Linked DNA regions of Arachis hypogaea: region 1 is linked to region 2. A link is a contact called in public Hi-C data. All regions are on one chromosome and are shown on one strand. Each heading gives the region's core, a stretch centred on a gene start, on an enhancer-like site or on the middle of the called end of the contact. The rest is flanking DNA. Distances are from core to core; before and after follow the strand shown. Region 1 has its middle 11 kb from the start of LOC112797262. Region 2 holds the start of LOC112797260 (NADH dehydrogenase [ubiquinone] 1 alpha subcomplex subunit 1).

Evidence for each region. Hi-C and Micro-C count contacts between places; a contact is called where the count stands out from the background.
Region 1: a Hi-C map of leaf shows a contact between it and region 2, with 2.9 times the contacts expected there. The contact joins the enhancer-like site here to the promoter of LOC112797260 in region 2. A contact is called at or near these places in 2 of 8 Hi-C or Micro-C datasets (leaf and an unstated tissue).

Annotation. Positions count from the first base shown.
Region 1 is chr4:110,782,646-110,788,950 of arahy.Tifrunner.gnm2.J5K5, forward strand. No RefSeq gene overlaps it. Among protein-coding and RNA genes, the nearest start is that of LOC112797262, 11 kb to the left of the region's middle. Within about 2 kb of position 3,991, at least 2 of the 3 cell types and tissues checked have open chromatin away from gene starts, as enhancers often do.
Region 2 is chr4:110,733,269-110,739,014 of arahy.Tifrunner.gnm2.J5K5, forward strand. It overlaps LOC112797260 (NADH dehydrogenase [ubiquinone] 1 alpha subcomplex subunit 1), which reads left to right and starts at 1,349. Exons shown (of 3, transcript XM_025840107.2): 1 at 1,349-1,544; 2 at 1,660-1,759; 3 at 2,986-3,287. The coding sequence starts at 1,437. The coding sequence ends at 1,749.

The DNA of each region.
Region 1 (6,305 bases), core at 2,741-5,240, 52 kb after region 2:
TTAAAATTAAAATTCGCATTAAATATAATCTTTGAAATGATATTGATATTATTGGTTGTGGGAAAAAAATCACAAAAAAATATATTTAGTAAAAAATTATTAAATTTTAAAGATAAAAATATCTCATTTTTCTAATCATGCTTGTAAAGCACTGCATTAAAATTCAATTTTTAAAATATTTTTTGAAAATATATATTTAATGTTGGCCATTTTTTGTTGCGTTTTAAATTATTTGAAGGCATTTTTGTCGATAACAAAATTCAAGTGCATTTTTGTCAGCGACAAAATTATTCGGGTGCATTTTTTGTGGTTTATCCTTTAAAGAAAGACTAGTAAAATGCTGCCATTTGTATATTCATTAAACTCGTTAAATGAACATTGTAACCTTTTTATGTAGCATTGTTAAATTGAAATGAAACCAAGCATTGGAATGACAAATTTTAATGTTGAATTTCAAATCAATTTTTATAATATATGGTCCCACAAATGCTTATTTGATATTATATAGGACCTAAAATGAAATGAAATTAAAACTAAGCATTGAAAATGCTCTAATGTTGTATTCATAAAAGATAAATTCTGTGAGACAAAAATACCTAAACTCTAATTTTCTATTAGACTTTTTAGTAAAATTTTCAAATTACCATACCTCTCTCTCTCTCTCTCTCTCTCTCTCTCTCTCTCTCTCACTCTCAATTTCACATAATTAACACTCTAATAAACTAAGACATAGATACCCTAGATCTGCAATTGGAGGAAGATGGTGGTGCGCGACACATAGCCAATTGTGGTGTCGTTCTCGACACCATCACGAAGAAGAAGGTGAAAGACGTATGTCTCTTTTTTTATATATAGATCCACCATTGAAAGTGAGGAACAACATCAATACAAAAATAAAAATATTTAGAAAATCAGAACAAACCAAACTAAAGATATCATAAAAAAACACAAGACAACTAACTAAACACCACCGCTGTCTAAGCTAGTAAACAAGAAGCAACAAAATAATAAAAATAAGAAGGATAAAAAAAACAATTACTGAAGGAATGATCAATAAGAGCAACCTCCTACTCCTTCAAGCTACATTAAAACAATAAAAATATAATATAAAAAATTAATAAGAATAACTAAAAATAAAAGGGACTTACCTACACTACACTACAGAAACAAAAATTCAAAAATAGAGATAGAAATGGTTTTTCAATTTGGAGTTATTGCAAAAGCAGAACTTCGAAAAGGAATAGAACAAAGCCTATAGAAAAACCAACACAATTGTGACGAAAGAAGCAGAAGCAGATGAGGCACGAGGCGAAAGCAGAGACATGTGAGGCACAATAGAGTCAAGGCGGTCGGGACGACACAAACAGAAAAGGCAGAGGCGAGCAGACACTGGCGGCCTGGCGACAAGACAGAAGAGCCGGCGAGAGGAGTGACGAGTGACATCTTCCGTCGTTGGCTGCCGTTGTGTTGGCAATGACCGTGTAGAACTACGATGAGCGAGGTAAAGAGGTGAGACCTGAGAGTGAGTAAATCAGTAATTCTTAGGAGAGAGCGAGATGGAGGACATAGATCTTGAACTGGCAGAGGAAGAGGGGGCAACGCGACCACCACCTAGCCACCGAATTGGAACTTGAACGCGACGCGACCACCACATACCTACCGAATTGGAACTTGAACGCAGTGGTCTTGGAGACATAGAGGAGCTCAGAGAGAGAGAGAGAGAGAGAGAGAGAGAGAGAGAGAGAGAGAGAGAGAGAGAGAGAGAGAGAGAGAGAGAGAGAGAGAGAGAGAGAGAGAGGGGATAATTTGGATATTTTATTAACTAAATGGTCAATAAAAAATTAGAATTTAGGTACTTTTGTCACACGGAACTCATCTTTTATAAGTACAACATTAGTTTCCTTGTTTGATAAGTACTTTTATCAGCGTTCGCTAAATTTATTAGTACAATTAGTTATTTTTATATTATTAATATTAAGGTTTTTATTAGGATTAAGTATAATTTTGGTCCCTATGGTTTAAGCTTAAAATTTTATTTGTCTCCAATCTTTTTTTGTATACAAAATCGTCCATAAAGTTCAACTTGGTTTTAAAATCGTCAGTTGAATCAAAATACCCTTCTCTAACAATCCTTCTCCAACAACTTTTTTCACTAAAATACTTGGTTTCTCTTTTTTTTCTTCTTCTTCATCCAAAAATTTGTACTTTTGTTTCTTCAGCAACAAGCATTTTCAATTTTTCATAGCACCAACAACAACAATTGAAGTTTTAAAACAGAAGCAAAAGGAATAAACAAAAAACACCAGCAACATCAGCAAGACACAACAACAAGACAGCAAAAAAAAAAAACAATGTAATAAATAAACAATAAAAGCAAAAATTAGTATCAAAGAATCAACAAAACTGAAAATAAAATAGAATTAGAACCCTAACTTAGAAGTGAAATGAAACAGAAGCAAAAGTGAATGGCGAGTGACAAAAAGCAAAGGCAAAACTGCAAAACGACGAGGATGCGAGTGACGAGTGGTGACGAGTAAAGGCGAGTGGCGACGAGCAAAGGCAGATAGTGTCGAACAACGGCGAGTGAGCGAAAAACAGCGACGAGCGATAAAGAGCGGCGCGAACATCTCCCTCAACGGCATTGTCGCCACCTTCCTCTTCCCCGTGCTTCTCTCTTTCTAGTGAGGGAGTGCTTCTTTTCTTCCTTGCTGGCTTCTTTTTATATATATATAATTTTTTTGTTAGAGGTTAGTCCAAAATGTTAAGATTTAGGTAAAAAAAGACGATTTTAAAATCAAGTTGAACCTTAAGAACAATTTTGTATATAAAAATATGTTTGAGACGAATAAAATTTTTGACCTAAACTATAAAAACCAAATCGTACTTAACCACTTTTGTTATTATGTTTTTATAGATTTATTTTAAAATTAGTGAAAAGAGCATAAATTCAATAGAAATTAAGAATAAAATCCATAAGATAATTTGGCAGGAAATATTTTTCTCTAATTACCATGAAAATTTCTTATGAATTTTATTTGATCGTTTCTGCCATGAATTAATATTCGACCAATTCTCTTGTGCTTATTACTTAATATTTAATTTTTATTTAACTTATTTTTTATAATAAATTTTAAATATTTAAAATTTATTAATTTTGATACTTTTAAATTAAATATTAATTATTTAACTTTTTTTTTTAGCAATTAAACACTAAACTTAAATACCATAGCAAACCCTTTAACAATATGTGCCACCATAGTCATGTATATTATTATTATTTCTTTCTCTACTATAGCCAATGCTAAATAATCTAAAAAACATCACTAACTTTGAGCAAAACAACTAGGAAAGATTATAGACTTATTTCTCAAGGTTTAATATAAGTTCCCTTGACACAATCATCATTCATCGTTCATGTGTAAATCATCCAAGCTTTTATTTGTTTATTTAATTCTTTTCAACGTCTCAAGTTCATTTTCTATTGTATAACTAAGAATTTGGATCAAGTTCTTTTAAAATAGAGAGACTAAGAAAGTAAAAGAAAAATATCAAATCACTTTTGAATTAAGAACAAGACTCACATATTATAAAAATAAAAAATTCAATAATAATTAATATTTTATTTTATCAGTTTACTAAAAATTTTTTTGTCATGAATTAGAGAATTTTCATCTTAGATATTAGGATATCACAAACTTACACACTATACATTTATACATGTAATATTTAAAGGCTCCTATCATATTTCATATCAGCCAAGTTTTGAACCTGAATGCAACACCGTAAGAGATATCAAGATTCACCACTAAAATTAAAGCCTTGTTTAAAGTTTAGGGTTTAGGGTGCACACGGTATCTTTCAATCCGACAGGTCAAAAACTAATTTGTTACGGGTCTGAACTCCATTTAAGGGTCTGTCGTTAGCCAATAAGTCGCTGCATGCACAAGGTTTGATTCAAACCTCTGACACTTGCTTAAGCAGACAAATGAGCTGACCACTTAACCAACCAAGTTGATTTTCTTTTTAGTATTATGGTACACAGAAAATGTTATAACAATGAGTTAGATATTCGGCCTTAGGTTTTTTGTCATGGCACTACATTCAATAAGAAAAAAAGGGCCCAATGGGCTTCAATCCATTCAAATAGGAATGAGTTTCTTCCAGAAAGCCCAACTGGTTTTTGAACAATGAATATAATATTCGAGAAAAACAACTTTTTTTTTTCCGAAGCTCTTCAAATACTTTTAAAAGTTCCCAGCAAATCTTTAGATGAAACTTGGATGCGTAACGGATTAGGTTTTTATATGTCGAATTAGGGAATACATAAAAAAAACCAATAAAAAGGTTTATGAAAAAAAAAAGACTTGTTTTTTTCTATTGTATTTAATCACCTACAACTCGCTTCCATGAATAACACATTTTAAAAATATTTAAAAAAACATAGAAGCTACCATTTAAATTATTTATTTATTAATATTATGTATGTTATTTTTCTTTTTTTTTCCATTATGATCGAGGTTGGTTAAATGGAAGAATCCCAAATCCCAAGCACGAGAGGCCATTTTCTTATATTAGCTGGGTGTTATGGTATCAGCAGTTTAGAGATTTTTTATAAAATTAATTCAGTATTTAATATTTCAACAACTTATTATCTGTCACATAATATTCACTTTTTGTATTCAGATTTCAGACTAGAGAACAGAGATATTGCCTTAAAAAGCCGAAAGGGAAACGAATTTGATTGAAGGGCTTTTTATTTATTTAAATATTTTCTCATTTTATATCGTTATAAAATAATTTTTTTGCTCGTTATTTTCTAATTTCTCAAGCAGTCTAATTTTGCAGACTGTGCCAGCAAAATAAAAAAAAAAAAAATCCAACTTCGTCACTGCAAAATTGAAAACGGTTTGCAGTCAAAGTCTACATAGTTGAAGAAGTATATGTTTTATCTCAATATTTTGTTGAGCACGTTTTGAGTGAATGCCATGATTAACAACTTTCTAAATTCTAACTCAATAAATCATTGATGGGAGACTATAAGGTTTCACAATGAGATGAACAAATTAAATTTATTTTGTTTTATTTTCACTCGATATTTTTTTTACTTGTTATTATATGTAAAAATATTGATTTGATACCAAATGTCGATATGATTTATGTAGACAAATTGGTCAAACAAAATTTATGTGAAACCACCTAACTATGAGTTTAAAGAGAAGTTCAATATACATTTAAATATAATTGTTAATTTTCATGTGCTAGTTAATTTTCATGTACTCGTTAATCTTTATGTAATGCATATTCTTTTCCAATTACGCTGGCAGCGGTTGCGAATTTGGGAAAAAATAAAACACGTTCTTTTATCATTATACTAGTAACGAGTAATGACAGTAAAATTTTTTTTTTTCAAGAGTAATTTATAAAAGTTAATTTTTAAAAAATAATTTTTAAGAAGTGTATTATTTATGTTTGGTAAATTAAATTAAAATAATTTTTAATAAACACAAGTAATAATAGTTACGTTTGATAAAATAGTTTTTAAAATTTAAAAATATTATAAGAGACATAAATTTAAACGTTAAATTTGAAAATTAGTTAATATATGAAATTATATTAGATTTTTAAATTTTGAAAAGTACAAACCAATTTTAAAAAGTTACAAATACAAGTATGTGGTCTTTTTTATTTACCAAACACAAAACAAATAACTTGTATTTTTAAAAAATACAAACACTTTTTTAAAAAATTTTACCAAACCAAGCCTAAGTATATTTATATTTGCTGCATTTTCATTAATCACCATCAAACCTATAGGAGACATGTTGGAGAACTCCTTCGGATTGGGTCCCGTTACCTAAAGAGTCTTTATTTGCCTTTATTTAGGTGATTGCAATTGGGTTTGACCATTACTTGACTCAAGAGGATACCACAAGTGCAAAACCTATACTTTGGATAAACAACCATGTATGTATTCTTTTAAGAATTTTTTTGTCTCTTTATTACATTGCATCCCACTGTAATAGTGTCTTCTGCATTGTCAACTTATGCATTTTGTCATCGGAATTTTTAATGCCAAAAGCTCAGATGATCGATTAGAAAAATGTGTTTGCCTCGACCTGTACTTAATGGTAATTATTGTCCGAAATTCTTTGTTTCAATTTTTTATCTTTATCATTAATCCCAACGTTTGACTTAGAGATTTGGGTGTTTAAAGCGTCTTTTATATCGAACTTTAGTCAATATCAGTCAGAAAAGTACTAACCGCTTCAGGAACTGGAAGATTATCTTTAATTCAGGTGCATTCA
Region 2 (5,746 bases), core at 99-2,598:
TGTTCTCTCCATTGGTGGTTTTCATTAAGTGTATTTTCTTGTGTTGTTCTCTTTTTGAATTCAATAAAGCTGGTTCAAGATTGAGTATAAAATATACTTAATTTATGAATGCAATATTTTTTTTATATTAATATTATATTTGGACAACCAGTAAAGATAATTTTTTTTATGGTTGTAAATACTCACTCTTTCGGCTACCACACCAAATGATAATTTTGGACTTCTAATTTTCAACACTAAAGCCTTTTTGTACATGTTTAGGTCTTACTATATCTCCCATGTCAAAGAGAGATGGCAATTTAATGGCACATATTCTAGCAAACTTGCTTCTTACAAGATCAAATGCTTTGTGACAGAAAAAAATCCTATCAAAAATTTGTAATCAATTTAATTTACATATCTTTAATATTATTAATAGAATACAATATTTCCGTTAAAAAAGTAGCAAGAATTTTTTTGGAGGTGAATAGTAATTGTTTATAAATTTTTTTCCTTTTTTTTTCAACCACAACCTAAATGATGCTGGAGATCGAGCCTGGTATTATTATCTAGGACTAGGAGGCAAATATCTTTACTACTAGTACACAAGCATTAATCCAACTAGATTAAATGTAACTAGCAAGTAGTAAAGTTTTTTTTTTCAAAAATAAAAAAATTAATAATAAATAAAAGTAGTTGCAAAAATTTTCCTTTGCTAATGAAATTCATATGAATAGTTTTTTTCTACATACAGTATCTTTTAATTCGACAAATAAATACTAATTTATTGCAAATTTGAATTTTAGAATAAAATTCAACTCCCAAAATAGATGAGTTAACTGATTACAAGACCAACCAAGTTGGTTATCATTTATACAGTTTGAGTACTATTAGAGAGTCAATAGTCTAAGTGTACAATGTGTACAATGGACTAAATCTTTAGCCCAATATGAATAAAATGAACATCACCCATACTATCCAGAATAACCATCCAAATATTCGGAATAATAAACATCTCATGTCATGAAATCACTCATCCCAAGATCAAATTCTTAATCTTTCGGATCTAGAGCTCTAATACCATGTTATGAAACCACTCATCCCAAAAGCTTAACCTAATAGGAAAAGATAACACTAATGATTATATCTCTAATATTGAATCGAACTTCTCTAAACCTCCATTGTACACATTGTACAAAATTTCCATTGGCTCCCTATACTTCTTTATACAGTTTTAATTGGTCTCATAGTCGACTCTAAAGCGAATAGACATTTTATGTTTTTGTTGGCCCAAAAAACGTTGGGTTAGGCCCAATATTGAAACAAAAATCCCACATTAGGTGATGATTTTAAAAAGTGGTAACATGCTTAAAAGGAAAGAAGGAAAAAAAAAAAAGAAGCAAGCAAGCAAGAAAGAGAAGAGAAGAGAGAGGGAGAGAGAAGAGAGAAGTGTGAAAATGAATTTGCGATGGATGGAAGCGATGCTGCCACTGGGGATCATAGCGGGAATGCTCTGCGCCATGGGTGGCATTCAGTACACCATTCACAAAGCCGCTCACGGCAGAGTAATTACACACTCTCTTTACGTTAATCTTCGTTAATTATGGAGTTAATCGATTTCTCAGATCGTGCTTCTTAAATGATCTAACGTAGGGTTTGTCTTGTTCTTGATTTTCTCAGCCTAAGCACATTGGGAACGATATGTGGGACGTCGCCATGGAACGGAGGGACAAGAAGCTCATGGAACAAGCCTCCGCTTCTTCCAATTGATCGCCATCGGGTAATTTATTAATCAATCTAGGGTTTGCAGTTTACACCAATTGCTCTGTCGAGTTGATGGATAGTGATTAGTTATTGATTAATCATGTGTTAGAGCTTGTCGATTAGAGAAATTTTATGTCGAGAGGCTTTAGTTAATTGAGAAATTGGGAAAAGCTGGAATCTTTTTTCTTTTTCTTTCCTTTTCGGTAGGAGAGAGTGAAGTGGATTGAAATTATTTGTCTAATGTTTTTACTAATCATTTATACTCAAAAAATCAGTCACTAAATTAGCTGAACATATAAAATTCACGTTTTTCTTATATTGGTGTGTACATAGCATTTTTGTTTTTTACCCTGAGGAAGTTTGTCTGTTTTAAAATTTAGTGAAACAGATTATCATAGAAATGGAGATAGAGGAATTTCGGGTGTGTAAGTCAAGAAATGAAGGCAAAATGTAGTAGTGTAGTGTCTATGCTTGGAAACATGATTACTGTTTACTTGAGTATTGTCTTCCTAGCCCCTTTTTGGTGATGAAATAGTATCGCACCTGGCTTTCTTCATGACTTTGTCAAACATTTCATGCAGTGATTGGTGAGATCCATAACGTGTGTTTTCATTTTTTGACTAGTCACATTCAGTTCATTCCTATGTGTACAAATCGAGATTTTTTAGCCCTAGCCCGAGCCCAAGCCCATGAGATTGTTGGTCTTATAGCAGTTGAATAAAACATTAGCAGCAAGTATTCTGTACAAGCACAAGTACACTTTTCCTCCCTCCCATCGTTAACCCTTGGTTATGATATTTCTAGTATAAGTGATACAACTAATTCTAATCATCAGCTTGCTTGCAACTTGAATCACAATCTATTGGTATTGATGTGTTTATTTTACACTTAGATGTTAAGTATAATATCCTCTTTTCTTTTTTTTCTTCTTTTTTTTTAATACTTTATTTCTTTGTTGACAATATGTCTTTCCTTAATGAAGAAGATGGACAAATGGCCATGTTGATAATTAATATGATGTAATTGGCGCATTTTCACGCTCATGAAATATTTGAATGTGCATAAAAGCTTTTAACATTCTTCCAACTGCAAGTAATTTTCTTTTTTCCGGTTGTCTGTAGTGCCCTAACAGTTTAACTTGAATTGCAGTGTAGGGATTTGAGAATTCGGTTGGTTTGTGTGTAAAACTTTATGATCTGGATATATGATAGAAATCATGACACTTTGTTCTGCTAACTGCAGTTTGTTTAATCAATGTGATTGCGAGGGGAATAAATTGCTTACCTGGAGTTCCAGTTGTGTTCTGAGGAAGCGAGGTGAATCACTACTACAAAATTTCTCTCACTTTTCTTGTATGCTATTCAATGGAAGCTTTATAAAGATACCATCAAGTTACTTTCTCAAAGCAATAGGCATTTGAAAGCTAGTTTGAGATATTTGTTCCCTTTTAAGCTTTAGAAGTTTTTTTTTCTCGCTTATCTTGCAAATCTCTCTAAGTTGAAATCTTTGGCTGATGAATAATAATGCAAAGTCTTCATTCCCAATCCCATAGCGCCACCAAGCTTGAAGAGAAAGTTGGAAACAGAAAAGGCTATCATTGTAGTTAATATGTGTTTAACAAGGGATCATACATAAAAATTTTCAAGGGATTTATTTATTTAACTTAAATACGTATAAAGACAAAATGAATATATAAAACGTTTCTCAAACCAAAACGGTAATCCTTTCCTTTCAAGCCTCAAGCAATCAAATACCCTCCCAATCAGCTGTTTCTGCCTACACAATTCAATATAAACATGCTACAGCAATCTAAGTTAGACTCCTGAGTTAAGCATCACGAGGTAAATAAGAGTTTTGCAATGTAAATCATTTGTGCTATTAGTGTGAATTATAATGTGGTTTAGCGTGCATGCTTCAATAATGAAGTTTCATGCGACGGCTTCCTTTTCTGAAAAATCCAATCTGCTACCATTTCTTATGAAAAGGTGGTCATTATTGTTGGGAGAATTATTTTGCATATAAATTGAATTAAAATAAGAGCCTACTGCCTAGCATAGGTGGTTGGCATGAAAAGAAAAAAATCTTGAGCTGAAGACAAACGTGATCTTCAACAGGTGTCAGGTAATCTGGTGTTAATATTATTGGATATGTTCTCTCTAAAGAGACGGAAAACTGGGGTAGGTGTGAAAATGAAGGCTAGCATATTTTTACTCGTAACCCAAAAAAAAAAGAATTTGTAAAATGAATGTTAGTAGATGACTCTGTACTATTATTATCTTCATGCAGTTGTAATTCTCGATTATTTTACATTATGGACAATCAACGGGAAGGCGTTTAGAAAAAGAAAGCAAATATCTGTGGTGATTGCATGTATGGTATTTGGCATCAATCGTAGCTAGCGACATTTTACCTTCCCCGTGATAGCAATGCTCTTTAGTGCGACAATAACATGAACAAACGAACATCTTAAATACTCAAATAGAATTACCATGAATTGGAGAATACATGTGGTGTAGTTTCTACTTCTAGATATTAGTAAATTATTTTTTATACCAAAAAGTATTTTCCTAACAACTTTACCACGTTCATATTATGTGTTTCTTATGGAGGGTAAAATTGCATAAAACTTTTTCCGCTACTTTTTATCCCATACTAAACATGGTGAAAAATTCCTAGCCAAAATCTTGTCATGTAAAATAAGAGTTCCTTGTCATAGCAAGTTAGTGTCACATATACGGATGAGGTGCATAGGATTGAATGGTTGATCTATGCAACTTTAGGTCCACTTCCCTTATTTTTCTTCTTTTTGGGACCCCACTAGGGAGAGCAAGACACTATTTTATAGTGACCACTATCGCACACATAGGACCTAGGTTTATTTTACAAAATATTATTAAATAATAAATACTATTCAAGTATTTTGATTGTTGTTGCTGTGTGTATTGACTGTTGAGTGTGGCTCCATTATATATGCCTCAGGAGAGTTCCGGTTGCCAGCTTTTATATGAGTTTAGGCCTGAAAATTCATTCTTATATATATAAGAATAAGGGTAACAGAATAACTAACTCAATCGAAAATTTTGGTAATAGATTTATAGTTTTTTTTTTAAATAAAGTATCAAGTAAGTTTTTAAGACAAAAATACTAAAATTTCTAAAGAATTAAAATATTGGATTTATAATTCCCTAAAATATTTTATCCTTACAATAATATTCCAATTAATAATTGTGTTAGTGCATAAATATAGCTACACTAAAAAAATGCGCTATATGTTTTGCATTAAAATTTGTCCATTTTTCATTTACCTAAAAATTGGAATAAGTTAGGACAATGATACAAACAAAAAGTTTTCTCTTTAATCCTTAATATGTCTATATTTATTTTTATCTTAAAGATACCTACTAAAAACAACTTAAAAAGTGAGAATTATTATTTTTGAGAAACCGAAATGATTGTGAGGGGTTGGTGGTGCTGAGCTGTGAAATTGATATACTTTGCTTCATCACTCAATTTATCATCTCATGCGTGAAGCCTGAGACATTGTTCTTCTTTGATTTTGGTTTTGGTTGTTCAATGTGCATAGATTGAGTGCTTCACTCACACAAAATATTGAAAATAGTGACCAAACTTAAATTTATTTAAACAGAGAATAATATAATGGTAGCTTTACAGAAGGATACATAAGAATTATTTAAGATCATGCAAGCCACAAATAATTCATATGCTTTTCATGTTGCTTTCAAACACTCTTGCTAGGGTTTGTTAGTGTAGAAACTAGAAACAATTAAATTTATTTTATATATTTTGAATGTATTATTTAAGAGTTTAATTTTAATTCATTACAACAGTCGTGCAATTACAACTGTTCTCTTTAATAACCATTCACGCGATTAATATAAAAGATAATTATTTTTTCTAATATAAAATTATGTAATTAAATGCACGTGTAAAATGGTTTTACAGTGACCGTGTATCAACATTAAATTCATTTATTTGGTAAGAA